Linked DNA regions of Mus musculus: regions 1 and 2 are each linked to region 3. A link is a contact called in public HiChIP or PLAC-seq and promoter capture Hi-C data. All regions are on one chromosome and are shown on one strand. Each heading gives the region's core, a stretch centred on a gene start, on an enhancer-like site or on the middle of the called end of the contact. The rest is flanking DNA. Distances are from core to core; before and after follow the strand shown. Region 1 has its middle 35 kb from the start of Gm39205. Region 2 has its middle 5.8 kb from the start of Gm39205. Region 3 overlaps Smad1 (SMAD family member 1).

Region 1 (5,083 bases), core at 1,675-4,174, 130 kb after region 3:
GAGAATGATGGAGCAGGGATAGTCTATCCCCAGTGAAAATGTCTGTTAGAAAGTAACAGATCTTCAAAACAATAGAGGATGTGGAAACAGAGAGTGTTCCTTGAGACCACAAGATGCATTCAATCCAAGGACTAACAGCTGGATAAGGAGCAAGGAACTGAGAGGATGCTCCAGTTAGAGGAACTCTAGGCCCACATGGCAGAAGTAGGAGTTTCTTATACTTCCTAAGGATAGGGGTTGGTTTCTCAGCAGGAGCCTGAAGCTAGGCTCTCTGATTCCAGACAAGAGGCAGGGAAGGGGGTGGGGAGCAGGATGTGTGGCCACCAATATCCCCCTTTGATGTAAACTCCCTTCCCCAAGTGAGAGAGACCCAGCAACCCGGACTCACAGACAAAGTCTCAGTAGGGCGCCCATCCCTATCTGTGAGAGAGGGAAGAAGGGCTTTGTGCAGGTTGCAAGGCTGGATGGATTTTAACACTACATTCTTAAGAAAAGATAAGAATGGAGACTCAAAGGAGACACTGATCCATGAGTTAAAATCCCTCCAGGGTGCTCTCAGGCCTCATCTTGTCCCTTAACCCAGTTTCCCTGATCTTTGCCCCAGGAGGACCTCCAACCCATCATCTCCTTTGGCCATATCCACAGCAGAAATTAGGGACCCCACCCCTGAGACACACACACACACACACACACACACACACACACACACACATCCCCTTGAAGCTCTCTTAGATGTATGGAATGCTTTTTGCTAAATTGTGTGCTCAAAAGCCTAAATTTCACATTTAGGGTGGACTTCAGTGGCAAAATTCTTCCAAAAATTTAAAAAGTTTCTAGTTAGTTCTTCGAATGGTAACCACAGCTAAGTTCCTGACCCCAAGAACTTTGTTTGCTTGCTTGCTTGGTTGGTTGGTTTTGGAGTTTGTGACCACTTAAGAACCCAAGTGTAATAGCTATAACTGAGCTTGGCAGGGTTTAGGGTTACCTAACACATAAACCTCTGGGAATGCGTGCTGCAGTTTTCCCAGACAGGTTTAACTGGGGCAGGAAGATCTTCCTGAACTTGGGTTTAAGTTGTTCTACACACTGTCATAGACCCATGGGAAGAAAGCAGCCCGAGGGTCAGCATTCATCTCTCCAAGCTCCCGACATTGTATCTCCTCAAACTAAGAGTCAAAGAAAATCCTTCTTTTAGTTTCTTTTCCTCGGGTATTTTGTTATAGTACTGAGGAAAAAACAAGTAGCATGCTGGGTTTCTTCTGATGTAATGGCTCCCCTACTACGCAACAGCTCCTCTGAGTTCACTAGTCTCGGTATCCATCAGCCAGAAAACCCAGTCATGGGACTAACCGCATCTAACCGCAAAGGAGCCTGGGAGATAGACCAGTCTTGCTGCATGCTAGGATTTTAATATCATGGTGAATGACCAGGGTTCTCTCTGAATCCTTTTCACCTGAGACGTTTTCTACCGATTGTATGTTACAGGATTGCTCAGCCTTTTAGTTCCCTTATTCCGATCAGGAAGATAAAAGAATCCGAGAGCCACAGACATGGCAAGCACAGACCCAGTGAACTCCAGAGAGCAAACAGAGAAGCCTGTGAATTAAAGGCCTCCAGTGACAGCTGACGTGGGGACAGCTGTACAAAGGCTCGCTCTGTGTTAAATGGCTTCAATCTGTGAACATGGTCCAGGGATCTTAACACCATGAGCTGAAAAATAGTTGAAACTTTATTCTCTGGATCGAGAAGGCTAAGGAACTCGATTTAGCTGTGATTTAATAGAGTTCAGCCTTAGAAGGGTGGTTATTTATAGCCACACATTTCTGTGTCTCTGAATAATACCTTTTATTTTTATGGTTTGGTTTATATTTTGCATGTTAGAATCCTTTATTTTTAGAGTCCGTATTGTGAACCTTCTATGTTCTTTTTGCTTGAAAAACTCTCATCTGCTGACCTTACTCAATAATTAGCCACCACGTGTGGTAGTCTACCCTCTGTCCTAGAAACGAATACTGGTGACAACAGCCTTAGTAGAAGAGGAAGTTCGCTTGGGATCATAATTTTGGAGGGCTCAAACCCATGACTGACTGACCTGTCAGTCATGGACCTGTTGGGGGTGGACATTGTTTCGTGGAAGAAACTTGTACTCTAGCAAAGCTGATCACCTCATGGCCTAGGGAGAATAATCCCCTTAGGTTAAGCCCTGAGGAAAACATCTCCAGTTTGCTCCCTTTTCAGCTCCCACTGCTACCTCCTAATAGCACCAAGGGGTGCCTGTGCCCTTAACATGGGAGCCTTAGGGAACATGTAAGAGCCAAACTAGAATATCATCTAATCAATAAATACTTGTGAAAGTCCTATTGAGTGTGTATTGCTCACGGTGCTGCAATGGTTAGATGCTAAATATATAGTCCTTACTTTCATAAAACTTGGACATCTCTTAGGTAAGAAAGGTATTACCCAAGTACTGGAAGAGTAACAGTTCTTTGCTCCTGGTAGTACAAAGTTATAAAATAGGGGGTTGTAAGGCTGGGCTTCATGGTCTTTACCTGTGACTCTGAACCTCGGGATATTAAGGTAGGAGAGCATCCAGGGTTCAAGGCCAACCTGGATAAGGTACAGAGCTTTTGTCCCATCAAACAAACAAAATTATGACATCATCACCACCACCATCATCAACAACAAACTCACAAAGTATGTGATTTTGGTTATAATACTGCCTAATCATGAAGTACAGAATTTATTTAGAGTATATCATAAAAGCCTGATCTTTCAACTGTCCAGAATAGCTTTCTAGGTAAAAGCCCCATTGCTTTGAGTTCAAATAATGCTTTATTCATTTGTAAATGGTAAATCATGAAGTACTAAAGGACTGTTCTTCTAGAGGTGGTCACGCTGACCAGGTCCTCTTGATTTCTTTGCTTAGCATGCATCCCAGTGGCGTCCTGTGCTGGAACACAAAGGATCTCTTTGTCCTGGTGTCACAGCTGCATAGGACGATGTCATTTCGATGACAGTAATTAAATTAGTCCTGGTCCTTGATTTCATTGCTTCTGTGACAACTAACAAAAACATCAGTGGGTGAAAATCATACATATTAGATTCATTATAGTGTAGCGAGGAGCTACAGAGTCTTCAGTGGATCTCACCAGGCTAAAATCAGAATGATAAAGGCTACATTCATGTCTCAGAGTTCTAGAGGAAAAGCTCTAGCCAGCCAATTTCAAGTATCTTCAACTTCTCACATGTGGCTCTTTTCCACTTTAAGAATGTTTTTAAATGACACTTATTAGTGTCTGTGTGTGATTGTGTGTATGCCACAGCATTCACATGAAGGTCAGAGCTCTCTCAGCTATGAGTTACAGGATCTCACAGCAAGCACTTTTTTTTCTGCTGAGATTTTTCTTTCCAGGTGGAAACCTGTAACCTACTTTTAAATTTAATTTTTAATTATGCATATGGGTGCATGGGTATTTGGTCACGTGTGCAGGTGAAATCCAGGCATGTAGGATCCCTCTGCTGCTGGAGTTTCAGGTGGTCACCGGCCTGTCTCTGTGCCCTACTGGGTCACACAAACCCAAAGGATAATAATAGAAGGAAGGAGGTGTTAATGAAAGTGGGCAGGGCACAAAGTGACGAATGCCAGTATGATCCATGCATTATGCATGCATGAAAGTGTCATAGTTACACACCATTATACTCATCGTCATACATAACTAACTCATGATTCTTCTTAAACCATGTGTTTCAACCATGTACTCCTGAGTTCTTTTTTGGAGAACCCCATAGAGGAGGAAACCTCACCTGGTAATATTTTGACACTGTGACTAATTATAAAGAAAAAAAGACTTCTGAGTGCCGAGACACTGTATAGAATGCTTTTAACACACTGCTGTATCTGTGGCTAGCGTTTTATAGATGACTGTTGTATTTGTGCCTTTAAGTGAGCTCTGTTTATCTTTATTTTATCTTTGTTGGATTTTAACATAATTTTATGCTAATTTACAAAAGTCACTCCTTTTTTTTTTTTCCTTGTCTGGAACAGTTTAAGTGACTTTGGAATTGTATCTAGTTAAGATTTGACAGCATTCTCCTACAACATCATCCTGACCTACTGTGATCCCCAGTGGTCCACCAGCCAATTTCTCCTTTACTGGAAGTTTCTTTGCCTTGGATGTTACTGATGATGCTGTAGGTGCTGTTGTGGTGGTATGCCCTCCTCTGCTCTATTCAAAGCCCCTCTGCTCTGCTCCGTGTTCTCTGCCCTGGACCCAACACCGACTGTCTTTCAATTGGTCAATGAATCTTTGACTTCCAGACTTCTGAACCATGTCCTCTGGGTGTGTCTTGCATCTCTCAACTCTGTGAGCTTTTCTTACGAGACACACACTGTCCTCAGGTCTGTACAGACTTTAATCTGCTGTTTCATCCTAAGGTTTTGGTGACGCTTAGCTCATTCCTGACTTAAGCATGAGGTTTTTTTTGTTGTTGTTGTTGTTGTTGTTTTGTTTTGTTTTTAAGGGTAAGTTAAAACTACTTTCTGATATGTGATAGCTATTCTGGAACTTAGTGTCATTGACTGTTTTACTATTCGTTCTGCTTTATTGCTTTAAAAACAACTTTACAGTTGGATTTTTAAATTGTTTGCACTGCTCCTGCCTGCCTTATATCTTGCTTTAATAGTTACATTTCTGTGCCATAATTTGTAATAAAGATATGTGAATGTCTGATATGATAGTACACATCTGTAACCTGGGCTACAAAGTGAGACCTTGTCCAAATAATAATTATTAATAAATGTCTGGCACTGAAAATTCAAAATATTTAATCTTTTTATGCGGTATTTATTGGCATTGTACATAAGCAGAAGCAGACTAATTCATCAAAACAATGTGTTCCCCAAAGCTTGTTCACTTAATACATAGACTAATAGCCAATTTACTCTATAGCTTTTTTGCCGAATGAGTTTTAGAAAATTGGCCTGAAGGCTTTTTGAATAATGGCAAAGCAAACATATTTCTTCTCTCTCCTCCTTTATCCCTTAGCCTACACCAGAGACTTTCTTTGATTGTGGTCTTTCCGC
Region 2 (4,447 bases), core at 727-3,226, 84 kb after region 3:
TTTTATCGTGGGTATGTGTATTTGTCTATCTGTGTGTGATGCTTGTGGCTTCCACAAACAGGCATTAGATTCCTAAGAGACAGAGTTACAGACAGTTGTAATGTGATTCAAATTTGGTGCTGAGAACCAAAGTTGGGCCCTCTGGAAGATCAGCAAGTGCTCTTAGATGTGTGCTCTCTCTCTCCAACCCCTATTACCATAAGACTTTTTTGTTTGTTCATTTGTGTTTGTGTTTTTCGAGACAGGGTTTCTCTGTGCAGTCCTGGCTGTATTGAAACTCACTCTGTAGACCAGGCTGGCCTTGAACTCACAGAGATCTGATTGTCTCGGCCTCCTGAATGCTGGGAGTAAAGTCATGCTCTATCACTGCCTGGCTGAAAGCAATGTTTCTTAAGTCTTTCTGATCATAAGACTTAAAAGCAGGTTGTTAGAGATGGGTTCCTAGAAGGCTAGGGCCTGCTGAAACTCCCTGAGGGAGAAAGGCAGGCACATCTTACTGTTGTTGCTGTCGACCCTCTGGGACAGAATGGTGAGCATTGGCTTGAATAGCAGCCTTTAACATTTGGTGGTGATTGGATCTGGAGAGCTAGCTCAGGCAAGGGTCCTACACTCACACACGGTCTGTTCTCTAATCCTTGAATGCCTGTCTCTTTCTTCTCTTGCTCCATTTCTTTTTATGTTTTTCTTCTTTTTTTAATAATATTTTTAAATTTTGAGATTATAATAAAATTACAACTTTTCCCCCTTCTCTTTCTCTCATCAAAACTCTACCATGAAAAATCTTTCAAATTTATGGCCTCTTTTTTTTTTTATTAAGTATTGCTGTTAGATACATATATGTTTGTGCATATATCCTTAAATATGTAAATATAACCTCCTTAGTTCATATAATCTTACTTATATGATTATGTTTTCAGGACTGGCCATTTAGGATTGGATAGCTGATTTGCTTTCTCTCCCTAGAGAAGACTATTTCTCAGGCTCTCGGCATTTCTTAGTTGCCTGTAGTTCTCTGTCTAGGTTTGAGGCCTCCTTAGCATATCTACTGGTGGTGTCCTTGCTCTGGTCATGCTTAGGCAGCATGTCTAAGAGACATAGTCTTACAGTTCCCCTTGTTCCTCGGGCTCTTACAGTCTTTCTGCAGTAGCCCATGAGCCTTGGGTATGGTTGTTGCTTTGTTTTGTTTTGTTTTGTTTTGTTTTGTTTTGTTTTGTTTCCTGAGGGGTTGGGATCCAGCCCTTAATATGCTAGGCAAGCTGTCTACCAATGAGATATACCTTGTGTTTAAGCCATTGTTTCTATCTTCTGCATATTCCTTGATCTGCATTCACTATCCCATAATAGAATTTGTGCTTAACCCCAGCTCTCCACTCTGACAAGCACTTCAGAAAGAAGAAGAAAGAGGAGGAGACAAAGAAGAGGAAAGAGGAGGAGGAGGAGGAGGAGGAGGAGGAGGAGGAGGAGGAAAGAAAGAAAGAAAGAAAGGAAGGAAGGAAGGAAGGAAGGAAGGAAGGAAGGAAGGAAGGAAGGAAGGAAGAAAGACAACAACAATAATAATAAGCAGCCAACATAATGTGTTTTTTTTTCTAGGAACCTAGATCTCCTTTCTCATTTTTTTGAGATAATTATTTATTTAGTTAAATTTTGGTAAATGAGGACAGATAAAGGAGGGTTCAAATCCTATGCTTTCCAGACAGTCATTGGATAATAACTTAGTTAGAGAAGAGATTATTTTCTTACCAAAGATGGTAACAGCATGACACAGTATTTGTCTGAACAAATCTCATATGACTTATAACAAAGCTTGTGAAAGGCTCCCACTAATTTGGAGCCACTCCTGGGAACACCCTGAAGACAATCTTGATTCAAAAAAAAAAAAAAGTTTTGCAATAAGCGGGCTCTTTCCTGAGTGCCTCCAGCAACAGTCCAGCGAGCAAATGAACCAGGTGCAGTTAAGAGGCATCAGTGCACTCACACAGAGGCCAGCTGCCATGCCCGGCCCAACAGGCATTGTTCAAATAGAGAGAGCCAGGCACTGGCTCTCCAGTCATTTCTGCCTGGCCTCAATTTGTTGCCTGAAGGTGGATTGCAGTATCTCTGATCTAGTGCCAGAGGGGTCACTGGAGGGCTGTGGTTTGGCTCAGAAGCACTGTCACCTTCTTGTCTCTGCTCATAAGTTACAGCGCTGAAATGCAGGTACTGGCAAAAAAACAAACAAACAAACAAAAACCCAAAAAATCTCCAGCCGCCCAGGGCTTCTTAAGACAAGTCCCTCAGATCATCTGCCATCTATTGATTAATGTGTATGTGTGTGTGTGTGTGTGTGTGTGTGTGTGTGTGTGCATGTGTGTTGAAATACTAAGTATAACAAACACCAACACTAGAATCTAGATAAGCCAGGAGGCTTTGTTAGAAAGTCAGTCTCAGCTTGACACAATGGAGTCCTGCTTCCAAGAGAGCATCCTTATGTGCCTGACTAGGGAAAAAAAATCCTATTGGTCAACACCAGAAAGGACAGGACAGAGGCAGGAATGAGTTTCAGATCCTGTGTGCAGATGGTTCCACTCGTGTACCGAGTAAAGTCAAACTCCAGCCTTCCCCTTGCTCATCCCAGGGCTCTAACTATCCCACTTAGAGAAAGCATTTTTTTTAATTGGCCAATCAAAAGGAGAACCAGCTTTGCAAGGGAGGAGGAGGGCCCTCTTCCCTGTTAGAGTTGCTCCCTGTGGTGGCAGTGGCCCTGTGTGTGTGTTGGGGGTGTGTGTACTGTTGTATTTAGGTCTCATGGACCAACCCCATGCATTTCTTGGTGATTGTTATCCACACATGCTTGCAATGTCTCCATCACATTCACTTCCTGCTCTCTTTCTCCAAACCTCCTCTGCTCCCTGCCAATGCATTGCCAACTTAATGTCCTTTTTACTTTTTTTTTTTAATTAATAACCCATTGAGTCCAGTTGGTGCTGCTTCTGTGTGCTTGAGTGCGGGACCATCCACAGGATCACTGGATCTCTGCCAGTAGTCATCCCTCAGAGGAAAGTCACTCTTCCTCCTCCAGCAGCCACCTGCCAATAGCGCTTTAGACATTGTGTCCTTACACCTTTAAATGCTTTGCGTTCATCACAGGCTCGGGCTTCTCTCAGCTTTTGACTTAGAAGAACCTTGGGAATCCCTAGAGGCCAATTTTAATTTGTCCTGAGTGTTTAAAGCAGACTGCCCTGCAGGTAGACAGGTGTTTCCTGACACAGGGAGGCAAGCCTGGGAAAGCGAACAAAGCAATTTCAGGTTCTCAGAAGAGCCCACATTTCTCCATGAATACAGGCCAAGAGGTCAAATTGTCCTCTTTCTTTATTTTCTAGTGTTTAACTAAAATGTTGACGTTTTCTAACTGTTTTCTAACGCCATCTTCCTTGCTCAGAATGACTGCAAGCGATGCAGAGGCATGGCTTCTCTCGATTTTCTAGAGAAATCACCTATAACGGAGAGATGTTTCAAAAACATCAATAATGAATTTGTATGAATATGATATATATTTTCTTTTTTCTAGTTATATAACATTTTCAGTCTTAAAAAAAAAAAAAAAGACACATCTTGAGGCCAGAGAGACGGCTCAGTAGTTAAGAGCACTGGCAGTTCTAACAGGATCTGAGTTCGATTCCCTGCACCTATATGGCAGTTAACAATCACCTGTTAACTCCAGTTGCAGGGATCTGATGCCCTCTCTGGCCTCCACAGACACCAGGAGCACACATGGCACACAGACAGATATGCAGGCAAAATGATCACACACATGCAAATAATAAATAAATACGATTTTTAAAAAATTACACAACTTAACAGAAAAATACTCTGCTAAGAACCAAGTATTGCTGACCTCGCTCTCATCTGGACTGACTAGAGTCTTTCCCTATGATGTCTCCACTTGGAACTCAGGAGGAAGACTCCTGTCAGGACCTACAAAGCAGAAGGTGTGAGGGAGTGTTGCTTAGCAGGATCTCTCCTGTTCTGTGGAGAAAGCGTAGGTTCATAGGAAGACCACAAATCATGCACATTCGGGGATAGGGGATCCAGTCTCAACTACACAGAATCTGAAGGTAATGCCCATTTGCCTCACTTAGGATTAATCTGAGAGATTAATTAAGCACCTACTATGTGCCATGGCCAGAACCTGTAATAAATGCTATGTATATAAGGGTATATAAAACATAATTACTAGAGGCTGGAGAGATAGTCCATCTATTAAGAGCACTGTCTGCTTTTCCTGAGGACCAGGGTTCAATTCCCAGAACCCACATGGTAGCTCACAACTGTCTGAAACTCCAGTATCAAGAGATTCAATTCCTCTTTGGGCCTCCACAGATAGCAGCACATGCACAAATACATATGTAGAGATAGAGATAGATAGATATAGATATATATCATATATATCATATGCATATATCATGTA
Region 3 (5,085 bases), core at 1,725-4,224:
GTCCCCATAAAATTTAGCAAAACAAACACTCCTCCATTTTGAATGTATTGATAGGTGTATATTCTAAATGTACCCTGTGTTTACAGGCATAGGAAAGCACCCATGTGAGCTGTGAGCCTATGTTCACCTTAAGCTGTCATTTCCATTTTCCCCTCCTTTGATCATATTAAGATGTCTACCTAATCCCATCTGTTTGGTTTCCTCTAAGAATAATCTTAGAACACTTCCTTAAATGCCTCTTATGCCTTATTAAAATATCCTCCTTTTTTATTTGATCTATTTCTACAGATGTTGATTCTTTTATTTTTTTTTTTTACTTCATTTATTTATTTAAAGACAGGGTCCCACTGTCTCCTGGCTGGCCTGCAACTCCTGGAGATCTGCCTGCCTCTAATTCCCTAGCACATGCTCCTTGTCTGCCTCTCACTGGTGATGCCCCGATGGGGGATCAATCAAACAATTTACTGGCTATGCAGATTTATCCACTGTATAAATTTATTTTTACTCTGCCTTGCAACTAAAATAGCTTTTAGAGAAATATTTTAAAATATGCAAATGCTCTGTCATAAAACTTCTCTTCATATTTGGCATATATTGACGGCTGTTTTATAACATTCACTTCCTTGTTTGGTCTGCAGAAATGATGTATGCACGTGTGAAGCACGGGCTAGCATGGTGGTGGGGTCAGAGGGCAAAGCACGGGAGCTGAGTTTCTCCCGCCGGGCAGTCCTGGGGACTAAGCTAAGGTCCTTCAGGCTAGGCAGCCAGCCCCCTCACCCACCCACTGAGCTGCCTCACCAGCCCCACACCAATGACTCTTCCGTGGTCCTTACTCAATGGTTGCAAAAACAATGACTTTTGTATTCTAGCACTCACTGGTCATTTAGCGACTGGACTTTCCAATTAAGTCATTTCTCTACTAATGATTCCTATGGCTGTATCAATTAGAATTTGCTTATTGGACAGAATCTCACTGTGTAGACTTGGCTTGGGATTCCTGATTTTCTGCTTCACACCTCCTAAGTGCTGGTATTACAGGAGTTAGGCTCACCACCACCACACCCAGCAGTATCGTAAGATCCACTACTGCAGTTAATTATAGTTGCTCCTCATTATCTGTGGATCTGGAATCCAGTTTCAACTACTCGCAGATCAAAAACGATGTTTTCAGATAGCACCAACCCTAACATGTGCAGGCTTTGTCTCCTCACGATTCACTCAGCAGTGATACTGTTTACATGACATGAACTCTGCAGTAGGTATGGTTCTCAGAAGGACACTTGAAAGGTGAAGTGTGGTAAGTTACTGCTACACTGTTTTATGTGTGGGAACTGAGCCTCTCGGGTCTCAGAACACACCCACCATGGAGACCAAAGGACAGATAGATTCTGGTTACTGAGCTGTGAGGTGGGAGTTGAATGCCAAGAGGCACCCGTGGCTGTGGCTTTCTGAATCCTTCCTTCCCATTCTCTCACAGGAGATCCTCCGGGCTTGCCTCGTCCCAGCTTTGGAGGCAGCCACCATCTCCCTCAGTGGGGACAGATATTAGCAGCAATGATATGGACCCTAGGCATGTGCTTGTCAATACTTTGTATCTTTGCTTCTTTGCCCTTTCGGTACACAGGGTAGAAAAACTACCTGCATGTTCAGAGGGTCACATATAGACAGGCTCACATATAGACATGCACAACAGCATATAAACACACACCATGTCATTAATTTATGATTTTATACCGACACTTCCAAGGGATGCCACACTCCTTCATGACTGCATGCTCCTTACTTCGCAGGCAAAGCTGAGCTGAGCACCTACCTACACGTTTAGCCATTTGCTTAATCATATAGTAAATGCATGTAAACGTTACAGAACTGTTCTAATTTACCACTAATAAATAATTAAGTCTATTAAGAAAGACAGGTGGGATGGCGACGTGGCTCAATGGGGAGAGTGCTTGCCACCAAGCTGATGACTTGAGTTTGATTTCTGATGGCCACAGGATGGAAGGAGAGAACCGACTCCCTGACTGTCCTCTGATCAAGACCCTCGAGCACACACGTACACATGCACACAGGCGCATGCACACATAGGCAATAAATGTAAAAATTCTTAATAAGATATTTTTATAACAAAAACATCAGAGTACTGCCCACAGTAGCAAGCCACACTATGCACTAATTCCTAACAACATTATCAGAGTTGAAAAAACCACTAAGATCATCAATTAGCACAGTCTTCAATAATATGAATTGGAAAATGTCTTCAAATAGCAGTGTCTGAACATTCACTGGCATTTGCCACAGGAATGACTGAGTCACTTCTAGAGGAATAAGAGACGAACGTTTGCAAGCAGAGAAAAGGGAAAGCTCACCTTTCCCAATATGTCGCCTGGTGTTTTCAATAGTGGAATTCCGGTTAACGTTGGAGAGCAAGCCAAGGCAGAAGCGGTTCTTATTGTTGGACGGATCTGTGAAACCATCCACCAGCACGCTGGTGGACGAGGCGTGGAACGCTTCACCCACACGGTTGTTGAGCTCATAGTACACAATAGAGCACCAGTGTTTTGGTTCCTCGTAAGCAACTGCCTGAACATCTGTAAGAAGGGAAGAAGAGGTTGTGTTGCTCAAGGTTTGCGCCTGGAGCATCCCCAAACTGAAACCGCACTGTAAACCTGGCTGGGCACCACACAGAGAAGACATGCAAGGGCGACTACAATGATCGCATGTATCATTTTTTGAGAGCTGAAGTACTTCTTATTAAAGGTGCATTCTCCTTTAATTGGGGAACAATCTTCTCCAATGATTAGCAGAAAACCAAAATACCAGCTAAGCAAGCCCAGCAGCAGCGTCTGCTGAATACTAACGATCTATTACTTGCTCATTAACATACAGGAATAATAGGAATCACTCTTGTGGGCACACCACCTACGAGAAATACAAGTGACCAATGAAAAACCAAGTGGCTCAGGAACAAGAGGGGCCTGGAGGTGTGCCAGCAGGGCTGGTGTGGGAGGGAGCTGCTTTGGGAGAGCCTTGGTAAGCCTCTGCTTTCCCAAAGCACCAAAACCAACTTCTGCCTATCCTGGAGAGGCTGCCTGGCTCCACAGGAGCCAGTGATGGCCAGGGCTGCAGTTCTGCTGTGATTCTAGCTCAGGAAGAAATCTTGCCAGCTGGCCATTCTCCCTCAGTGAATCATATCTCTCTCATCCAGACTCCATGCTAACTTCCTTCTATTTGCTCTAAGTCATGCCGAGCAGGTGTGTTTTGTCTCTCGCTTCCCAGAATGGGCCAACAATGGAAACTACCCAGCTTCACCGACAGGATGCAGCTTGTTAAGTCCGATCTCTTAAGCCTGACGAATCTCCAAACAGAAAACACTTCTAAATGCTTTCAACCAAAAGGTTGGGAGATGAATCCTTTCTGCAGCAAACCTCCTTTAACCCGCCTTTGAGACCCCAGGCATACAAACCACACTATTGCCAACGTAATTACTGATCTCAACCTCATGGGGCCTCATGACAAAGGGGAAGAAATGCAAAGAAAATTCAGCAGACATGGTAAAAAAAAAAAAAAAAGAAAAAAAAGAAGGGCTTCCATGTTCTTCTTCAGTTACATTTTATACTTAAGTGGCTTAGCTGAAAATAAACTATTTCGCTTGTTTTCTAAACAGTTCCCCCCTGTTACTCCACTGTTCTTCAAGCAAAGCTTTAGTGATTCACAAGTGCCAAACCTCAAAGGCGGCTGTGGCCACAGTCACACAAGCCTTTTATCAGCTCTTAGTGCTGTTAGAAATGCTATTCATCTAGTTTAGACTCAGACACATTTTTTTCCTATAAAAGGCCAGAAAGATTTTGTGGGGCATATGGTCTTTAGCACAACTATTCCATTATGCCTTTGTATCACACGAAAACAGCCATTGATAATATGTAACAAATGGGCACAGCTGTGTTCTAATAAAGCTTTATTTATAAAAACAGACAGAGGGCTGATCTGTCTGCAGGCTGTAGTTTGCTGACCCTTGCTCTGGGAAAACCACCATAGGTGACAACAGGAAAAAAGCCATCATTTTTTTCCTTTGACTATACAAGGAGATTTTAAATTGGCTCTAACAGGGAACATTTTAAAAGCTGTTTAAAAGGAAAAAAAATCTTAAAAGTATGGTCTCTATTTGGGGTATTAGAGCTAATCTCATCAGTACAGATACAGGGTCCACACAGGGTATCTTGCTCCCCAAATAAAAATTCCAAAACTGGGTCAGATAGAGGCTCCTCTCTCACACTCTTCGCTTGTTGACTCCCAACATCTAACGATGACCAAGACCCATAAAACACAGAGCACCTATAAAGGAAACTTCAAAACACAATCACTGATTCATGTATGTTCCAATTTACTTAACTGTACAGCTAAGGGTTTTATAAAGGGTATTTATTTTTGGAGCCAACGTTTTGGGTCACTGCAAAGTTGGCACAGAGACTTTCCGTACATCCTCCCATCACAGAGATCTGCCATCAGATTGGTGTACTCAGTATAATTCAGGAGCCTACATGGACACATCATCGTCCCGAATCCAGAGCTGGTGTCAGGGCTTGTTCTTGGTTAGTCTGTGGGTCTGAACACATATGAACAGGGCATGCTGTTGCCCTCACACTACCATACGGACAGCATAATAGTTAAGTCTTGAAAAAACATCAGCAACTCTGACTCAGGCCAAGGCACCTCTCGTTTCACTGAAAGTGGGGTTAGGAACAAAATAAAACCTAGTCAGCAGTCACGTGGCTTTTACTTTCAACTTGCTTCACCCCTGGGCTGAGTGCTTGCCGGAGGCCCCTCCCAGAAGTTACTGAGCGGATGGGAGACCTTGCCAGGGCAGCATGGCACCTCTTGGCATGCGGTAGTGTGCCTGGTGTCTGGGGCGGGATTCAGGGATTCTAGCATCTGCTTTTCTCTGCTCCCACTCAACATGCCACTGTGGTCCTGAGAAGTGTGTGGGGCCATCCGCCAGCTCATTACTGGGCTGAAATGGAGCTGGTGGTGACGACCAGGCCCCTCCCCAAGGAGGGAAGGTGAATTTCAGTTCAATTGTAAATT

The links. HiChIP or PLAC-seq counts read pairs in DNA pulled down with a chosen protein or histone mark. Capture Hi-C pulls out chosen DNA fragments and counts their contacts.
Region 1: an H3K27ac HiChIP or PLAC-seq map of neural progenitor cells shows a contact between it and region 3, with 3 times the contacts expected there. The contact joins two enhancer-like sites. A contact is called at or near these places in 3 of 15 datasets of contacts at CTCF or cohesin (the G1E-ER4 cell line, the NIH/3T3 cell line and embryonic stem cells), 68 of 484 Hi-C or Micro-C datasets (the AML12 cell line, B cells, CD4 T cells and 41 more), 7 of 115 datasets of contacts at active chromatin or transcription factors (astrocytes, bone marrow-derived dendritic cells, a colorectal cancer cell line and 4 more) and 4 of 9 other capture datasets (adipose tissue, embryonic stem cells, liver and 1 more).
Region 2: a contact with region 3 is called in a promoter capture Hi-C map of pancreatic islet. The contact joins two enhancer-like sites. A contact is called at or near these places in 1 of 15 datasets of contacts at CTCF or cohesin (the NIH/3T3 cell line), 2 of 484 Hi-C or Micro-C datasets (CD4 T cells and the G1E-ER4 cell line), 1 of 115 datasets of contacts at active chromatin or transcription factors (microglia) and 3 of 9 other capture datasets (adipose tissue, liver and pancreatic islet).

What each region holds. Positions count from the first base shown.
Region 1 is chr8:79,473,252-79,478,334 of GRCm38.p6, forward strand. No RefSeq gene overlaps it. Among named protein-coding and RNA genes, the nearest start is that of Gm39205, 35 kb to the left of the region's middle. Within about 2 kb of position 2,925, at least 8 of the 459 cell types and tissues checked have an H3K27ac peak or open chromatin away from gene starts, as enhancers often do. A contact at or near this core is called in neural progenitor cells and neural stem cells, where this site is marked.
Region 2 is chr8:79,432,270-79,436,716 of GRCm38.p6, forward strand. No RefSeq gene overlaps it. Among named protein-coding and RNA genes, the nearest start is that of Gm39205, 5.8 kb to the right of the region's middle. Within about 2 kb of position 1,977, at least 10 of the 459 cell types and tissues checked have an H3K27ac peak or open chromatin away from gene starts, as enhancers often do. A contact at or near this core is called in pancreatic islet, where this site is marked.
Region 3 is chr8:79,347,222-79,352,306 of GRCm38.p6, forward strand. Smad1 (SMAD family member 1) reads right to left here. Exons shown (of 7, transcript NM_008539.4): 5 at 2,370-2,591. Among named protein-coding and RNA genes, the nearest start is that of Smad1, 50 kb to the right of the region's middle. Within about 2 kb of position 2,975, at least 103 of the 459 cell types and tissues checked have an H3K27ac peak or open chromatin away from gene starts, as enhancers often do. A contact at or near this core is called in neural progenitor cells, neural stem cells and pancreatic islet, where this site is marked.